Regions from separate parts of the Triticum aestivum genome. Here region 1 is linked to region 2. The links are chromatin contacts, called in public Hi-C maps. All regions are on one chromosome and are shown on one strand. The core of a region is the stretch at or near the end of the contact, and the rest is flanking DNA. Distances in the headings are between cores, read along the strand shown.

Region 1 (7,113 bases), core at 3,820-6,319, 570 kb after region 2:
CAGTCGACGAGGGACATATACCCCAGTTTCAAGTGTGGATATCCCGACACCTTCCTTTCTAGTGGTTCCCTAGATTTTCGTTGATCACCTTGTGGAGCCGTTCGGATAATCTACCGGCACGGCGGCGTTCGTCGCAAATGCTATTTCTCGCCTGTTGCCAGTCGTAATAGGTCTAGTCTACATCGCGGCATTACTTGGCAGGCCCAATACTATAGCTTTTTTTTTGTAGGGAACCCAATACTGTAGCTGTGCATGAGTTTTTTTATTATCATTTTTTTCACTGTTTTCAATTGGTCTACTCTGATTTTCTTTGGGTTTTCCTTTTTATTTTTTTGGTTTTTCTTTATGTTAGTTTTCTTTGTTCTTCCTCTTTTTTAACACATGTCTGATTCTTTTCATACAAATTGCACATTTGCACATATTTTGTACACATGAGGAATAGTTTTTATACATACTTAATATTTTTTCAAATATAGTTCATACACATTGTACATTTTCATACACATCTAAAAAATATTTTTACATTCGTTTAACATTTTCCAAATACATGTTTGGAACATTTTTCTGTACATGTTTTAAACATGTTTCTAATCCAAGATGAAACATTTTTTTCGAATGATACAGTTTTTTTCACCATGCAAACATTATTTTATATTATACAAACATATTTTTGAAACGAGTGAACATTTTTTAGAATGTAATCCATCCGTTTCAGAATGTAAAATGTTCTAGCATTTTTTAAAAATGGATGTATATAGACGCGTTTTGGTATGTTTGTTCACTCATTTTAGTCCATATATAGTCCTTATTGAAATATCGAAAAAAAATCTTATAATTAGGAATAGAGGTAGTAACATTCTTTGATTACACGAACATTACTATAAACTGTATAATATTTTTATGTACATTTTATTGAAATGTGTGACATTTAAACATTTTTTAGATGTCACAAACATTTTTTTGAATGATACCAACACTTTTCTAAAAATTGCAACAACATTCTTTACACTACATGAACATTTTTTTAAATAAGTATATTCTTTTTTAGATATATGTATTTATATTTTTTACAATATAAGCAATAGTAAAAGAACATGTATTTGGGGTCTGCGTGACAAAACCACACGTCTACCTGGCTCGTAGTGGGCTCCTTGTAGTAGAGCTGAGCTACTGTCTCGCATAAAGTAAGACATAGTGGGCTCTGGGTTCGTCCCTGGGCGCAGCTATACCTTGCTTCTATCGAGACCGAGGGAAGACTCGCCTGAAGGAGGCGCGAGGTGCGCCGGACCAGGCGCGCGGGACGCCACAACTTTTTGTTTTAATTTTGGCCTTTTATTAATCTTGTTCATAATTCTAAATATTCTAAACAAATACTCTCTCGTAAAGTAGTGATCCAAACGCTCTTATATTTCTTTACGGAGGGAGTATGTTACAAGAAAAATATATTTGAAAGAAATGTTATCCAAGCATTTGAAAAATGATAAAATGCCCATATAGAAAATGTTCTGATGTGTACAGAAAATTACAAATGCGTATGAGAGAAGTTGATCATGTGTTTAAAAATGTTAATCAAGCTTTTGAGAAAAATGTTAATCTTGTATTTGAAAGTTTATAATCAAGCATTTGAAAAATGTTAAATTTGTATAGAAAATGACCTTGTATTCAAAAATGTGAACCATTTACTAAAAAAAGTTAATCATGTATTCAATTTTTTTGCCAAGCATTTGAAAATGTTAAATGTTTATATAAAAAAGGTTGACCATGTATTCAAAACATGTTAATCTTGTATTTGAAAACTATGAATGTAGCATTTGAAAATATAAAATGTGTATAGAAAAAATGTTAACAATGTATTAAACAAATGTTAGTCTTGTATTTGAAAAACATTAATCAGGCATTTAAAAACCTTAAATGTGTATAGAAAAAAATATTGAGAATTTTTCAAAAAAAGTTGATCGTATAAGTACAAAAATGTTATTCAAGCATTTTGAAAACTTTAAAATGAGCACGGAAAACATGCTGACCATGTATTCAATAACGATTAACTTTTATTAAAAATGTTAAATGTTTATTTTAAAATTTGTTAGATATATACCAAAACATGTACAATGTGTATGATAATAATAGACATAAACTATATAGGTTTTCAAAAAGGTGTCGGTGTACTAGAGTAAGGGTACCCTATTACCCCGAACTCGTGCACGGGCAGTTGCAGCGCCCCGCGGCAAGGCTTGCCGGGTGACCGCCAGGACCCTCCGTGGTTCCCTTGAAGACCATTCAAGAACAAAGTACTCAAACCAAGGCCCCGACAAGAGGAGCTTGCCGGGAAGGCCAACCAAGGCCCCGGCAAGAGGAGCTTGCCGGGAAGGCCAACCAAGGCCCCGACAAGAGGATCTTGCCGGGAAGAGACAAGACCCCGGCAAGAGGAGCTTGCCGGGAAGGCCACTCAAGACATACCAAGAAAGCTTGCCGCGACGCGCCCTGCGTCCCGGCAAGATCTGGCGAGCGACAAGCCTCCGGACGCGATAAGACGACAGCCGCGACAAGGAGCTTGCCGCGGGAAACCCCCACTTCGTGCCCGCTCTCCAGCTTACCTGCTAACGTGTCGCTCTGGGACTCTCCCAAGCACACGTGGCGGGAGGCCGTGCAGTTAGGGGTACGTGGTGGCAAGCGGAGATGAAGAGAAGCCCATCGTGGCAAACGGTGGCACTCCTAACGGTCACCTTTTGCACTGTTTAGGAGACTCAGACATGCATTTAATGCCCTTGTCCCCTGCCGTCAGAGTTAGGTAGGGAGCACTGTATCCACAGTAAGCGGTAGCTGCACCTACCGCATCCTTTTCCATTTTTACCCTTCTAGTCTACGTTGCCACCTGTCGGTGACCCCTTGAGAGTATAAAAGGAGGCCCAAACGCAACGTAGAAAGGGTTCAGAGGTTCGGAAGTTCAGAGGTTTGGCCAGTTCGGCTCGTTCAACACCAGGAACACTCTCACGCTCAGTCTGGCAGCGTCCATCGCTCCTGAGCAAGAATCCAATATACACAAACAAGCAGCAGTAGGGTTTTACGCATCCGTGCGGCCCGAAGCTGGGTAAAATCGCCCGCGTGCACTGCCTCGATCCGCTCTTTGTGCGCTCTCCGCCCCCCACCGAACCGAAAGGGGCCCTGTCCCCATAGGTGTTGGCGGGAATCAGCATCGCCCCCGACAAAAGGTTAATCATGTATTTCAAAAATAAAATATTTCCAATGTATTCAAAAATTATTGAATGTGTGAAATAAGTTATCATGTGTTAAACAAAAAATAAAACAGATAATAATCCACAAAAAAAGAAATAGAAAAAAGTAAAACAAAAGAAAACGAAGAAATAAACAAAGGTAACCAAACTATAAAGAAGAATGAAAGGAAACCGAAAGAAAAAGGTGAAACAAAAAAGATAAATAAATTTATAGCAAAGCAAAAAGCCCAAAAGAAAACAGGTGAATAAAAAGATAAACTGTAGTGATTGGTAAATAAACAAAAAACACGATGAAAAGCAATAAAATCAGAAGAAAAAAACAATTGAAGAAGTAGAGAAAACAGAATGAGAAAGAAACACGAACAGAATGGAACAACGAACTAATCGAAAGCAGCGAGCAAACGAACGGGCCGACCATTTAATGAAGCGAGAAGGGGAAAACAATCAGCGTTCCATGATATACCTTGCGAAATCACTAATTAAGATTAATTTTTTGCAAATATCACTCCCACCTCCTCATGTTGCGACAAAATGGCGCACTATATGCGTCACTTTGTCGCAACTTTTTTGGTAGATCCGTTTATTCAAAACCGTTTATCTTTTAAACTGTGCATCCAAATCTTGAATAATTTTCATCATTGGATTCCTCGCGTTGAGATTTTTAAATTTAGATCCCATGTGAATATGTTTTGACGAACTTTTTTCTTCACACAAAAAACCAGACCAAAAAACTAGGCAAAAATACGAACCGGGAGTATATTTTTTCCTTTCACTGTGCCTCCCGCGGAAGCAAATCTGTGCCTCCATAAGAAATGAACCCATGCCTCTCGTGAGAAAAAAGGCACATTATTTTTCGTTTCCGAGAGGCACGGCCATGCCTCTCTGAAACAAATTCATGCCTCTCGTGAAAGCAAACCCGTGCCTATTGCGAATGAAAAAAATATAACATCTATTTCTGTATATTTTCGTGAGGCACGACCATGCCTTTCGTGGAAGCAAATCCACACCTCTCACAGAAGATTTTTTTTCTTTTTTTCAAGAAACACGGCCGTGCCTATCACAAAAGTAAGAAAAGAAAAGACATTTTTTTTCTCTGAGAGGCACGGTCGTGCCTCTCGCGGAAGCACACCCGTGCCTCTCGCGAAAGGGAAAAAACACTTTTTTTTTGTTTTTGACTACGGCCATGCCTCTCGTGAAAGTAAAAAAAACGTGTTTTCCTTTTTCGACAGGCACGACTGCGTCTCTAGCGGAAGCAAATTCATACCTCTTGCGAAAGAAAAATAAAGAAAGAAAAATGCATTTTTTCTTGTTTAGAAATTTCCAATTTTTTGTCCAATAGCTAAGAAAGACTGGCCAAAAGCCCCAAAAAACGAGAAAAACATCTAAAAGCTGAAAACATGTGAAAAGAACAATAAAATTTGAAGGTAGCACTCAGAGCGCGACACGTGACGGCAGTTCACGCTAAATGACACGCTCTAAGCCCAGTCCAAATGACCCTTGAGGGGCTCCTTCATCAGTTATTTTTTTTTGGGTGAGGCTCTCTCATCGGTTTTTTTTAAACATCAGTACAAACACAAGCGCTCATATACATGCGCATACACTCATCCTTATGAATGCACACACACACACCCTATTTTTATGAGCACCTCCGAAAGATCAAGCCGACATATCATTTTGAGATTTAGGAAGCTTTACATTTTTTTGAGACAATTTAGGAAGCTTTACATACTGGCGTGTCTGTCTGAGCCCTCGAGTTGGGCTTCTCATGGACTTTGTCTGGTAAATTCTAGACCAACTAGTACTTCGTAGGTCAAATGGGCCGTCCACTCTGTTACATCGCGCAGTAGCATTCCGTTCCCTTTCTTGCGGACCAATACTAGACACAGAGGCGATCGAGAGGGGGCAGAGATTCGGGAGTCGGCGGCGACGCAGGAGGAAGCGCTCGGGGAGAGGCCGCCGCCCGCCTGGGAGGGTCTCGGAGAGCGTTAGAGATGGTGCCGGCGAAGGGGTGGAGCCGGAGGGTCGGGAGCGCGCGGTCGTTCGTGGGGAACGCGCTGGGCGGCGTGCGCGGTTGGACCAACGTCGCCTCCTGGGCGGTCGCCGGGAGCCTCGCCTACTACCTCTGGGTCCGACCCGCGCGCCAGCTCCAGAAGGAGCAGCAGGTCGATTTCCCCTTGCTAATTCTTGTTACCGCTGTGATTGTCTTCTATTGGATGGATCGGTCTGGACATATCGCTTTCTCGGATGAGATCGCCGTAAGATGCAGTTGCCCACATCTCTACAAGCCCGTTTAGTTAATTCCAGGAAATTGTCGAAATGATGCGTGTATAGGCGCTGGCATCAAGAGCTTGTTGTTTACTTCTAGGAACTGTGCGTTGGCTTGCTCGGAATTGATGCTGCTGTCTTAGCTTTTGGTAGGGACTGACTAATTGTCAACTTCATTTTATCTGCCAAACTTAAACCATAGGAAACACCATTGAAATTACAGCCGGCTAGTGTCTGTCATGACATTTTACATGGTTGAGCTATCGTTGCTTGGGAAGTTAAACTTGTGAATCTTAATATGGCCTTCTTCCAACAAGAATAATTTGATGATGTATTTTGATAAACACTTCATTCATGGAAATATTATTACTGTCAAACCAAATAGAGCGAATAAATGGCATGCTCTTATAAAAGTGGGACAGCTATGTTCAGCTCTTGCATCCACCATATTGAAAATGATAATCTGAATTGCCTCTTGCTGCGTGTTGTCCTTTTTAAACAGTCACTTGTTCTATTCAAAAGTGTGACTTAGGAATTTCATCCTCCTGTAAGGCACCCTTATTTATCTACAAGTAAAAGAACCAAATGTTCTAGCAGTTACTCATGTCTCATCTATCCTGATAAGCAGTTAGTACTTATTACTTTTCTTTATCTGAAATTTTCTTTTATAGAGTTGTCTGTTTTCGTTCCATTTCATCCACCGATGTTTTTGCACCAAATTACTTCAAATTGCTGCAGTGTTATCTTGATATTTCACGCTTCTCCACTCTTACTATTATGTTTAATCTGGTGATTTTTCTTTCCACTCTGTTGATAATGGTATATGCCTTTTTTCACAGGAACGAGCTGCTTTAGCTGCTGCCTCGGATCCATACCGTTATGTCGAGAAACGGAGGCCAATTCCTGACCCCCAGGTAACCTTTGTATCTTCACTTTCACTAGATCCCTGAGACCCAGACAACAAGCTATTCCATCAACTGGTTCTGCAAGTTGATTCCTTATCTACTACTGCATGTAATGTCACCAGGACACTGGCCTAACTTACGGGAAGAAGAAGGATCCTCCGAAGTCTGACAACTAGTTCATCTGGGAACATCCTGTACCAAATACGGCGTCCGTTTGACTGGCAACGTCCCAATATGGGATTTCTGCAAGCCTGATTGCTAACGCATGATAAGCATATACCGTTAAAAAGGTTGCTTCCTCATGCTAGCAAGCCAGGTCTTGTTGTCGTCTGAGTCTCTTCGTTTTGAGTAATTTAGCGTTCATCTTTTGAGTTTCCTGCTTGTTTGGACGGATACCGTTTTGTTAGACACGAGGAATCATACTGGAAATGTAAATGTGTAAGTGCTAGATGTTCAGAAATCGGTGTATGGAGACACTACAATCCGTGCATTGTGATACCGTCACTGCTACTGCTACTCTGCTAGTGTTTCCAACATGCTAAATAATAAATCCACTGTCTATGATCGGAGTGCAATTGTTTGTGTGTAGCATGATACTGCTCCATTACAGAAGTGCCGGAAGAAATCTGTATTTTCTTTTGATGCATCTCGGCATTAGGTGCTTCAAGTGTGTTTAGAGAGAGATGGAATGTACACATACCCAGATACAC
Region 2 (6,974 bases), core at 231-2,730:
CTGACGATCAATTGCTTTGAAGAATTCGGAGGAGGAACCCGCCTTGCATGACGAAGACAATCTGCGAGCCGGACACATCATCATTGAATACTGGTTTAGGGGCTACTGAGGGAGTCCTAGATTATGGGGTCCTCGGGTGTCCGGGCTACGTGATGTGGGCCGGACAGATGGGCCGTGAAGATACAAGATAGAAGGCCTTCCCTCGTGTCCGGATGGGACTCTCCTTGGCGTAGAAGGCAAGCTTAGTGTGCGGATATGGATATTCCTTTCTCTGTAAACCGACTCTGTACAACCCTAACTCCCTCCAGTGTCTATATAAACCGGAGGGTTTAGTCCGTAGAGGCCAGATCACAATCATAATCATACGTGCTAGACAATTAGGGTTTAGCCATTACAATCTCGTGATAGATCAACTCTTGTAACCCCTATACTCATTAAAGTCAATCAAGCAGGACGTAGGGTATTACCTCCATGAAGAGGGCCTGAACCTGGGTAAACATTGTGTCCCTTGTCTCCTGTTACCATCGATCTTTAGATGCACAGTTTGGGACCCCCTACCCGAGATCTGCCGGTTTTGACAGCGACAACGCTCTCAGCCGCCGTCACGTGTCGTGCTCTGGACGCTCCCTTTGATTTTTTTTATCTACACGCATTTTCGGCTTTTAGATGATTTTTCCAGTTTTTTTGGCCTTTTAGTTTTCCACTGGTGTTTCTTAGCTTTTGGACAAAAAACTGTTTTCAAAAAAAATGTGCAAAAAAACGCGTTTTCTTTCTTTTTGTTTCCGCGAGAGACACAGATTTCCTTCCACGAGAGGCATGGTCGTGCCTCTCGGAAATGGAAAATAAGTGTTTTCTTTTTTTACTTTCATGAGAGGCATAGATTTGCTTCCGCGAGAGGCACGACCGTGGCTCTCGGAATCGGAAAAAACCCGCATTTTTTCACGAGAGTCACGATCATGCCTCTCCGAAATGGGAAAAAACATATTTTCTTTTTTTCGCGGGATGTACATATCTGTTTCTAGTGGAGGCAAGGATTTGCTTCGCGAGAGGCAGGGACGTACCTCTTTCGAAAAAAACATGTTTTTGGTTCGGTTTTTTCTTCTGGTTTTTTCATGATTTTTTTATCAAAACTTATCAACATGGGATCTATTTGAAGATCTTGACGTGAGGAATCCAACGGTGAAAATGATTCAAGATTTGAACGCATCGGTTTAAAAGATAAAACGTTTTGAATAAACTGATTTATGTTCCCGCAAAGAAATAAACTGATCTATGGAAAAAAGGAAACTCTCATGTTGCGACAAGTGGCGCATATGCCACAACGTGAGGAGGTTGCAGTGACCTTTGCAATTAGTGGTTTCCACCAAGCAAACATCCCGTTTTCTTTCTCCGTGGGCCTGGTTAGGCTTGGTGCGGGCTTCCAAATGCTCATGGATCCACGAGGCCCATCTCGGCGAACAATCCATACCACAGGCCCGGCTAGCCCAGTAACCCATCGGCTCGGCCTCCCTGATTCCCCTGATCCCAACACGCTCGCGGCGGAGAAGAGCACATCAGTCGTCGACGGAGCATCGCTAACCAAGCGAAGCTAGGAGGAGGAAGCCATGGGTGAAGAGGGGGAGCTGGCCGCGGAGAAGCACGTCCGCTACATCGTCACCGCGGAGAAGGTAAGCAACCACCCACCCAACGCATACCCCCTCTCGGATGCGAACCGTCTCCGGCGACAACTCAACCGTCCTCCTCGCCGTTTGCCGCAGAAGAAGGACTCGTTCGAGTGGCTGGTGATGGAGCACCTCCGGGCCAGCGGGGCCTACTGGGGCCTCACCACGCTCGACCTCCTCCACAAGCTTCACGCCGTGGACGCCGCCGAGGTCGTCGACTGGATCATGTCGTGCTACCACCCGGAATCTGGTACTTTGGCTGCAGGGGGAAGCCTTGGTTTTGTCGATTCGGATCCTCGGTTCTTGAATGATTCACTTGTGTGTCTTCTTGGGATGTGGCTGTGCAGGTGGGTTCGGGGGGAACGTGGGGCACGACCCGCATGTCCTCTACACGCTCAGCGCCGTGCAGGTCCTCTGCCTCTTCGATCGGCTCGATGTTCTTGATGCAGACAAAATTGCTGATTGTATCCTTCTCCAGATCTTCAGTGAGCTTCATGCTGCTCCTGCTGTAGTAGTTTTGTGAATGTTAGGTTAGCGACGTCCTAATGGTTGTAGTCAATCTCATCTTGTTTTGGGGCTGCTTCATTTCCCTGAACTGCTAGTAAGAAAGCTGAAACATTGTGTTGCATTTACATTACCTTTCCTTATGGTGTATGAGAAAACATTGCATCTTGAAATGTGGATGGCTTTATGGAGTTATGTTAACACACAGCTTAGCATCTAGCCATGATCCACTAATTTCCACACTAAGTGCAGCATGTCAAAATTTTAGTCTACTGCTGCATCCAGAATACAATACCATATGAGATAGTACTTGATAGATGATCGATATTGTGTGGCTGTGACACAGTATTCGAACACTAATCTGCTGCATTAGCCAGTTCTAGGTATTTGATTGCCTTGCGGCTTGACTTAAATTGTATCATGAAATGGGGAAGTAGTGATAACATTGTAAGCTTCTGCAAATAGTTTTCTGGATGAATTGAAGTAGCCTCACCCTGAGCTTGAAATCTGGCACTATTCTTTTCCTATCTAAATTGTTTCAGATATTACTGGACTTCAGAATGAGGATGGATCATTTTCTGGTGATATTTGGGGTGAAGTTGATACTAGGTAAAAACTGTAACTGTTCTTTTTGAGTTCCCATGTGTTTTATTTGAATGCAGCATCTGTATGAGCTACTAATATGAATGTAATATATGTCCTGTAGGTTCTCTTATATTTCCATATGCACCTTGTCATTACTGCATCGTCTGCACAAAATTAATGTGGACAAGGCTGTAGAATATATTGTTAGCTGTAAGAACTTGGACGGCGGGTTTGGAGCGATGCCAGGAGGGGAGTCTCATGCTGGGCAGAGTATGTATTATCTTCATTTTACTCTCAAATCATACTGCTATTGTACCTGAGTAGAACTGTAATTTTGTCAATAAAATAGATCCTACTGAAAGTCCATCGATTCCAAGTGTTCTAGTATGATGCCTTATCAGATTTATGTCAGATCGTCTATTTGTATTTCTATCTGTATTCCGGAAGAAGAAGAGGGATATAATTGATTATTCTTGACTACATTGTTGGTTGTACAAACATAAAAAAGCATTTCCTTCAGGAAAATGCAAGATATTTACTATTTATCCAATCAATTTGCTATGATTATTATTGTGGCACTCCTATGATGACATGAAATTTGCATTTTCACAAGATTATTTCCTTTATCTTTTTATTTCTCTCCAAGTTGTCACTTTATAGCGGACAGATAACCTGAAAACATGTATCCATTCCGTGCAGTATTCTGTTGTGTTGGTGCTCTCGCAATCACCGGCTCTTTGCATCACATTGATAGAGATCTCCTTGGATGGTGGCTTTGTGAGCGCCAGTGTAGAGATGGAGGGCTCAATGGGCGTCCTGAGAAACTTGCTGATGTGAGATTGACTGCTTTCTCAGATTGTGCACCTTTTGCATTTCTCACTGTACCATAGATTTAATTGAACTGCTCGCAATAGGTGTGCTACTCATGGTGGGTGTTATCAAGCTTGATAATTATTGATAGAGTGCACTGGATTGACAAGGAAAAACTTGCAAAGTTCATATTGAACTGTCAGGTAACTGCTCATGATTCTTGCTCTGAAATTCTGATAATTATGTGTCCAACTTCTAACTCCCATCATCTAAAAGATCAATTTTCTCCATTTACCATATATATTGTCATAACTTTTTACATTGGCAGGACAAGGAAAATGGTGGAATTTCAGATAGACCAGATAATGCGGTCGATATCTACCACACGTACTTTGGAGTTGCAGGTATTTATATTACTTCCTCCCTTAGTATAGTAGTTAACCACAGGGATCTTGCAGTATGCTATTCGAATGATTCAAAGTCATAAACTCCTTGCTGAATTAGTTAGCCTCTTGCAAAAACAGGGCTCTCATTGATGGAGTATCCTGGAGTGAAGCCTATGGATCCTGCCTACGCCCTCCCTTTAGATGTTGTCAACAGGATCTTCTTGACAAAACAACAATAGTGTGCCTTAGGTTGGCTCAGCTCTTGCTTTTCTAACTCACCTCGTGTTTCGTTCTTTGACATATATCTCATTCCTATTCTATTGGTTCACAGCTAGGAAGATCATGTTGTAACGGCGTTGACGTCAGGTCAGCACGAGTGGAGAGCTTACCCCTCCTTCGGTAGCTCGCGCTGATGTTTCTGATCACTCCCATGCATGAGATCATGGCTTTGAACGCTCGATGATATAGTGCAGACCTCATATTTACCAGGAAATCCGGACACTTGTTATGTAGAAGAGTGTAACGTCCAAGGACTGAGAATCAAATTCAATCAAGATTATTCTTGTTGGAATAGTATAATCTTTCAAAATTACCTTGGTTGGCCGACCAACTCTAGCCGAATGGCTGTATACCATTTTCCTCCATAATAACCGTCATACAGAGGCTAGAGAGGTAAAAAAGAAAACTGCTCGAGCAGATTCTTGCTAGATGGATCGCTATTCAACAAAAAATTCGGAAGGCGCTTCATATTGTCCCCTCCAGCCTGTGTATTTGGAGGCAGGGGGAGATTTTGCAGGGTGTTCTTCATCCATAGGATTTCTGGCGGGAGGGAAGTTCCACCTCCGGCTTGAGCCCGCCTTGACGCTGCACGCGCAATTCCATTGCTGCTACCCATCCCGCATTGCTGCTCAACCTCGTGGCCCTGTCTCTGACGTTGCCTACGCGCTCCCCTTCATTTTGCTGCAGTTAGCGAGCTCGATGTCCCCGCCATTGTTGGCCTCGTGGAGTTGCGCCTCGCTGCGTCAGCAGTACAGCCCGAGCGGGAGGAAGGAGTCGACGGGTAGGGGATGGAGCAGTGGGCGGCCACCACAATCGAGACCGGGGAGTGGGAGAGAGGAATCGGGGTGAACTTGAGCAGAGAGAGACGTTGGGAGTTTTGGAGGTGAATTTGTCTCTCCCAATGACAGGTGGGTCCCAAACAGTAATATGCATCCCCATGTTACAGCGAATCTGAGTTGCAGTCACCTGTTTTAGCCTCCATAAATTTTGGCGATCGCCCTTTCAGCGAATATGGATACGAGATTTCAGCGATTCTGCTAGAGTTGCTCGAAGCTTTAACTAACTGGAGTTGCAATATAGTGACCACCGAAGCCAATGGTTAGCATACTGCGGTCAAGAACGTTTGCTCCAGAGCATCGCCAGTTGCTGTGTTGATAATGCTTGCAACCTTATGTTTTGACACTAGTTTTATCTTGCGTGTCAAATTCTTGTATCGCTGTTGGGGCATTGAACAGATCAAGTAAGAAGATAATTTTTGCAGGACATACATGAAATTTACATGAATTGATTGAACATAAAAACATAATTATTTCGTGGCGCCTCATAGGGTCACAAGATCATACCTAAATACATCATCTCAAGACAACAATAAACAACTAACTGGCACAGAAATTCAAGCTGAGACGACCTACACAGCAGCTGCAGTTACCACTCATACCAGCTACATTGCTCCCTAATTAAACTTCTGATTTATACGACTAAATGGGAGCTAGTTAGACAGAATGACATTTCTACTTCCTGCCAGGGAGGCAGTTCACCGACAGTCTATCGATGTCCGAATTCGGTCAAGGATGCTGAGTTCATTTCCAGGGCATGCTGGACAAGATCGGCGGCTGGTTATTGTTGTTGGAGGCGTAGCCTTGATGTCTCGGGCTTGCGGTACCACCGGACGATTCGCTCAATGTGCCTCTTGAAGGGGGGCTGTTGGCCGCCATCCCAGTGCTCGGAACGACCTTCAGTGGTACGGGCTCAGAAGGAGCCTGCGGCTTTGGCTCTTTTTTCCCACAAGCATTGAAGCTTCCCACTACTATCTGCATACAACAAGAGTAATCCTGGTAAATGATATGACTCTCATTTGCTGAAATCCAGCAAGGAGAAAACATGCACAGAGTTAGAACATCTCATGTCATTGACACTTTTCTTTTGTTAGCACATGAAAAATTGCGGGGTAGAAAACAATACCTGGATTGGAGAAGCTGCTATGAGAAGTCCTGCGACCCCTCCACCCAAGAGACGACCGTCAGGACCAGCCAGCGAAACGCTGAGCCCCCCTGTTCGGGTACGCTGGCCTCCGTTGTCCGTTACAAAGATCGACCCAGAGAGTGACAGTATCTCAAATCGGCCCTGTGGAGGAAACAAAAAATAATCAGGCCTCTTTTGGTCCATAGGATAGGATTATCATAGGAATAGGAATTTTGTAGGAAATGAGATGTCATGTATCTCAAATCCTATGAGTAGGAATAGGAAACGAGATGTCGTTTGGTTGACACCAAAGGAATTTTTCCATTGAGTCTAGGCTCATTTTTATTTTCCTATGAAATGTGGAGGATAGGAACCAATCCTATGTAGGAATAGGAATCTATTCCTATGAACCAAAGGGCTCTAAAGGAAAAAAATCCTATAAGAATCCTATCCTCTAGAATTCCTATGAAATTCCTCCAAACCAAAGGAGGCCTGTGCATTGGTGAGTGACATGTTGTACATTGTACATGGACACTGGGCCTCTTTGATTCGCAGGATTGTAAAAACATGGGAATAGGAAAAACATAGGATTGAAATGTCATGCTCATCTCAATCCTATAGGATTTTAGGTTGTTTGATTGCATCATAGGAAAAACGAAGGATTCTTTCAAAGAGGTTTGACTGGATGCTAGAAATCCTATGGGAAGTAGTACAAAAAATTCCTTAGGAAAAATTCCTTAGGAAAAAATCCTATAGGATTCAATCCTATGAATCAAACAACCAATAT

Evidence for each region. A called contact is a pair of places that touch in the nucleus more often than the background predicts.
Region 1: a Hi-C map of leaf shows a contact between it and region 2, with 7 times the contacts expected there. The contact joins the promoter of LOC123151752 here to the promoter of LOC123151282 in region 2. A contact is called at or near these places in 2 of 5 Hi-C or Micro-C datasets (both in leaf).

What each region holds. Positions count from the first base shown.
Region 1 is chr7A:235,489,047-235,496,159 of IWGSC CS RefSeq v2.1, forward strand. It overlaps LOC123151752, which reads left to right and starts at 5,070. Exons shown (of 3, transcript XM_044571408.1): 1 at 5,070-5,395; 2 at 6,338-6,412; 3 at 6,526-6,978. The coding sequence starts at 5,225. The coding sequence ends at 6,579.
Region 2 is chr7A:234,919,903-234,926,876 of IWGSC CS RefSeq v2.1, forward strand. LOC123151282 (geranylgeranyl transferase type-2 subunit beta 1) reads left to right here and starts at 1,481. Exons shown (of 10, transcript XM_044571018.1): 1 at 1,481-1,667; 2 at 1,758-1,911; 3 at 2,009-2,125; 4 at 2,708-2,774; 5 at 2,872-3,020; 6 at 3,450-3,583; 7 at 3,665-3,763; 8 at 3,889-3,964; 9 at 4,085-4,195; 10 at 4,278-4,538. The coding sequence starts at 1,605. The coding sequence ends at 4,185. It overlaps LOC123151279 (AT-hook motif nuclear-localized protein 10), which reads right to left. Exons shown (of 5, transcript XM_044571015.1): 4 at 6,188-6,349; 5 at 5,510-6,036. The coding sequence ends at 5,806.